Regions from separate parts of the Bombyx mori genome. Here region 2 is linked to region 1. Evidence: chromatin contacts called from public Hi-C data. All regions are on one chromosome and are shown on one strand. Each heading gives the region's core, a stretch centred on a gene start, on an enhancer-like site or on the middle of the called end of the contact. The rest is flanking DNA. Distances are from core to core; before and after follow the strand shown. Region 1 holds the start of LOC101739638 (kxDL motif-containing protein CG10681). Region 2 holds the start of LOC101742448 (syntaxin-16).

What was found. Hi-C and Micro-C count contacts between places; a contact is called where the count stands out from the background.
Region 2: a contact with region 1 is called in a Hi-C map of whole pupa, with 2.7 times the contacts expected there. The contact joins the promoter of LOC101742448 here to the promoter of LOC101739638 in region 1. A contact is called at or near these places in 2 of 7 Hi-C or Micro-C datasets (both in whole pupa).

Annotation. Positions count from the first base shown.
Region 1 is chr20:11,816,722-11,819,421 of ASM3026992v2, forward strand. It overlaps LOC101739638 (kxDL motif-containing protein CG10681), which reads right to left and starts at 1,370. Exons shown (of 3, transcript XM_004925982.5): 1 at 1,054-1,370; 2 at 331-504. The coding sequence starts at 1,193.
Region 2 is chr20:12,133,784-12,136,483 of ASM3026992v2, forward strand. It overlaps LOC101742448 (syntaxin-16), which reads left to right and starts at 1,429. Exons shown (of 4, transcript XM_038018167.2): 1 at 1,429-1,642; 2 at 2,138-2,274. The coding sequence starts at 1,562. LOC101740322 (actin-related protein 8) reads right to left here and starts at 818. Exons shown (of 1, transcript XM_004925987.5): 1 at 1-818. The coding sequence starts at 655.

The DNA.
Region 1 (2,700 bases), core at 120-2,619:
ACAAACTGCAGTAATAGCAGATAAGCTATGAACTGTTTACCCAACTATGGCCGAAAAAAAGGTACCACATTTTTTAAATTTATGAATGTACTACTAAGCAGATTCTTTATTTATTCTATTACAGTCCGAGAGTATGAGAACATGACTCATCTGATGGTGTGAGATCTCCTCCACTCATGGATATCAACAATGCCAGGGGAACACTACTGATTACTACAGAGGGCTTTTTTAAGCCTTTAAGCCTTGTTTAATTTATTTATACTATATACTACTTATTATTATAAAAGCAAAACACAAACTTTTTCTTTTTAAAAAAGAAATCAAACAAACCTGAGCTTGGTTTTAATTGCCCGAATTTTCTTAAATATGAATTCCAAATCCTTCCTCATTTCGAACAGTAGTTGTGTGTGTTTCTTGAACTCTGTGGATGCAGCCCTTAATCTACTGGCCGACAGCTGATTACAATTTGTCAGCATTTCTGTTGTTTTTTCAAATCTCTGCAACCTAAGAAAACTTTATTCGAGCGGGATTTATTTGGTAACAAAACAAAATCACCTTGTCAAATAATTTTGTTCTGCTGAGGCAGAAAATATAAAAATGAATTATGAGAGATATAAATTAAAATGCCCATATACTGTATTTTAAGGTTTTATTTTTTATTGCTTAGTTGGGTGGACGAGCTCACAGCCCACCTGGTGTTAAGTGGTTACTGGAGCCCATAGACATCTACAATGTAAATGCGCCACCCATCTTGAGATATAAGTTCTAAGGTCTCAGTATAGTTACAATGGCTACCCCACCCTTCAAACCGAAACGCATTACTGCTTCACGGCAGAAATAGGCAGGGCGGTGGTACCTACCCGCGCGGACTCACAAGAGGTCTTACCACCAGTTCTGATACATATTTTATTTCAGCGAGTGTATCATTAAATTTCATACTGATTTTCATTTGTTGCTCACAAATAATTTTTAAGTTTGAAAAAATTAATAGGTATAATAATTAGGAATTCGCTTTTTTGGTTTAAGTTAAATTCTCAATTGGCTCGTACTTACATATTCTTTTGTGCTCGAATAATCACTTCAACGTCAGTCTGATCCACCATACCGGCTAGGCCTTGAACAAAAACTTCGGGCGCAGTGTAGTTCTGGAAGCATTCTATCGAGAAATCACTTTCTGGAGTACCGTTCGCCATTATTTATTGTTTTCGTACACAATACATTATATTTATACACAAATTTCTTGATATTTTGGTCTTTCATTAAAACAAGCAAATGTGTCTAATGTGTCAGTGTCAGTATAAAAGTAGTTTTATTTTTTCAATTGGCAATGCAAAAGGTATCATACCATACAGCTGAATCGTTATATTTTTTTTTTCTGAAAAATAATATTAAGAAATGAAATTAAATTAAACTATATGAAATGAGATGAGATTCTTCGAGTTTGAATATGTAAGTAATGGCAGGTAATACGTATGGTTACAGTTTGTTTAAAACTTTACAAATGTTTAAAACAGACGATTGTCTTCTCTTCAGTGACGACAATGACTTCTCATCTAGACACAGACAGTGCAACATCTTAAGCTTTTATAAAAATGAAATATTGTAATGGTGTAATAGTGTACAAAGTATTTGCAATATCATTATATTAACCACTAGCGACCCGCCTTCTCTTCGCTTCGGAAACATGAAACCAAAAAAAATAAATAAAAAAAAGTAGCCTATGTTCATCAGGGACAATGTCGGCTTCTAATGGAAAAATAATTTTTCAAATCGGTTCAGTAGTTTCGGAGCCTATTCGAAACAAACAAACAAACAAATCTTTCCTCTTTATAATATTAGTATAGATGAAGCAGTGTTTTTTAAATAGCCCCTCATCTCCTCCAGAACCCAATCCCCTCAAATAAAACTGTCTAACAGAGATGATATGGAATGAAATATAATCTCAGTAAAATGGTGGTCATTTGCTGAGATATTTTCAGTGGACATTTTGGAGGATCCCGAGAACTTACGTCCAGCGTCTTTGTTTCATTTTCCCACATTTGTGCACTTTCACAGATATTAAACAGTTAAGAAACCACCGTTATTACACAATTGAACCCGAAGAAACACTAAATAGACAAAATAAAACAAATCACACAACTTCACTTCTCGCGCTCCCGCCAAAAAGTCCTCATATATTTTTCTCGTAAAACTAGCAAAGAGTAGGTATTTAACACTAACGTATGTGTGAGGCCATGTTAACAAAGATGCTACTCTCCGCTTATTTCCTCCCGCATTAGGAGGAGAAATATTACACCCCCGATCACCCTCTTCGGCCAACCTATACCCTGGACCAGGAAGGTCAAGTACCTGGGAGTAACCCTGGATGCATCCATGACATTCCGTCCGCATATAAAAACAGTCCGTGACCGTGCCGCATTTATTCTCGGTAGACTCTATCCCATGATCTGTAAGCGGAGTAAAATGTCCCTTCGGAACAAGGTGACACTTTACAAAACTTGCATAAGGCCCGTCATGACTTACGTGAGTGTGGTGTTCGCTCACGCGGCCCGCACACACATAGACACCCTCCAATCCCTACAATCCCGCTTTTGCGGGTTAGCCGTCGGGGCTCCGTGGTTCGTGAGGAACGTCGACCTTCACGGCGACCTGGGCCTCGAATCGATCCGCAAACACATGAAGTTAGTGTCGGAACGTTAC
Region 2 (2,700 bases), core at 179-2,678, 320 kb after region 1:
ACATTAGATACTTTAAATGACTCCTGCAGTACAGATCTGGTATCAGAAGAACACATCTATATTTCACAAGCTCTATCAGGGGTATCCCTAACTTAAACTCAATTATGGAACTCCATATTGTATACAGATCATTCAGAACTGATGAAATAGATCCTCCTATTTCAGAATGAAGGTTAAAATCTCCTCTACGGTATGGAAAATGTATGTTGTATGGTAATTCTGGGTCCACATCAAGGACTAGATCACCTACAATAACATCACATTCGACTTGAGGCCACGGTTCCCCGTCAGAGACGTACTCCGGTAACGAACGACGGTTAAAGGCCGCGATTTGCTGCGGGGGAGTTGCGTACCTTCTTGCGCCGTTAGACTGCACACATGACTGAAGAGTATGAGATATTTGAAGCCTACATTCTTCTAATTCCTCAATCAATTCTTTGGTTTTCGGAACGCTCGGTGGTATGAAAGAGTCGCGGTAAATTTTGCCGCCGTGTCTACGTTTTCTTGCAATGCAGTGTAGCTGTTTCACTGGCACGAGATCTGAGGCTCGTCCGATACGTACGTAGAGCGAACCAGGGTGGATAACAATGATTCTGTTAGGCGGAAATTGCTGGAATTGTTCAGGAACGCCGGCATCATGCGATGCCATACTCATTTATATTTATTTATTCTGTACCTAAGCTATCTAAAATTTTTAAATAGCCGTTCCGTGTCTATATGCCAATTTTTTTATCTTTATCAAATTGCAAAATCCACAGTAAAAATCTTAATTACCTATTTGTTTACATTTTTATAACCCTATTCTTTGTTTGGTTTGTTGAATTAAATTTGCAAAAGAAATATGTCCTATTCAGCCAGTTAATATTGTGAAGCTACAACCAATTCTGTACACACTCAAAGATGTACTATACGATTAAGAGAATTGTGTATTTTAAATAATACAGCTCCATAATCACAAATAGCAACCAAATTCTATATTTAATGATGACATAATTTATAATTTAGCAGATTTGGACCTCACAAATTCAACAATTTTGACAACAATGCTTAAATCTAATCCCTTTAAGTATATATTTACGCTGTCTACAGAAAAACGTCAATTTTTTTTAGCATAATAGCTTGTATTCTTCAGGTAATAAAATATCTAAAATGTATGTCACATTCTATTTTAGTACATGGCCGAGGGGCTAGCAACGATAAAACCGTTACTAAATTTTGCAGTAATGGTAAAAAGTTTTTGAACATTCGCTGTAAGATTAAATTTATGTAGTAGTGATAAGATTACTTTCAGAAGTCTTTTGGAGATATCACAATATACCCTGAAAATTAAAATAAAACTTGATAGTTTTAAACCAAGCCGATGGGCTTATTGTACGTTTGCCCATTTAAGTACCTACACAATGTGGACCGTCGCTTTTCAAAACTGTCAAGTGTTAAATAAGCTTAGACGTCATCCACTCTATCAAGACTATAAAAATAAATACATTGCAGTTTTTGTAATACAGTATTTAATACCACCTTAATTTACGTGAATAATAAATAAAAAAATAACGATACGAACATGGTGTCGAGAAGTCTGACAGAAGTATTCGTATTAATGCGTAACAACGCGATACACAGCCGACAAATATTCTCAGAAAGAGTGAGACTATTTTATATTGATTTTATGCGATTTGTAGCATTATTTCAATACTGAGATATTTCTTAGTAACGTAAAGGCTATATGGGTTCAGGAGAAAGGGTGGCATCTACCTTAAAAATGCGATAAGTCAATAAACAAAAAAAATTAAACTTATTGTCCACTCAAAAATACATAGCAATAAACTGACAACTTTCGAAAATAATCCGCGCCAATGTATTGTTATGGTTAATGTAATAGTCGTGTACAATAAATTGTAGATTTAAAGCACAGATAGCATAAATTATCTATAACATTATCAGAATAATTATTATGTTCACTAATTTTAATCAGAACTAGCCTTTCTTTTTCCATAGTAGTTATGTGTGTTTTAAAATACAAATTGAATCATTTTCAATAGCCTATGTTGGTAATCTTCATTTATTCCTTCTTAATCTTTATTGCCGAGAACCTCAATCTCTTGCAGCCCAAGTAACATTAATTTCTTTTTATTTCTAGAATAATGATTCAGAACGTGCTAGACTTATGCGACGAAGCTCTCATGATATGGAAGCCGGAGCTGAGATGAGAGTTGACTCACGTGCCCCACCGCCCTGGGCTGATGCATTAGAGGAAGCTCACTATGTTATGACCAGGTTAATATACATCCATAATGCTTATCTGTGGGCCCTCTTCTTCAATAATATTATAATTTGCAGTCTTATACACTGAAACATTTTTGATTTTCGTGTAATGCTTCACCATTTACTAACTTTATACAGTACTTTAACTAATTACAGCATTAGTACACCCAGTATTGTTTATGTTGAATAACCAAAGTGTGATCACTTTCCATCTAATAGTTCATCTCCATAATGACCTACTATTTGTTGCAGTTTAAAGTAATGTAGAAATAAATTAATATAATTGAATGATTTTACAGCTTAACATCCATAGTGTGTTTCCAGAGATCTTTTTTGCCTTGTAACATTCTAAATTTGTTCATTTAAATAAGTTTTTTTTTTAGGCCCTTGTAGGGTTACCGTTGTTACCGTTACCGTTGCCCATGGACTTCAGCAATG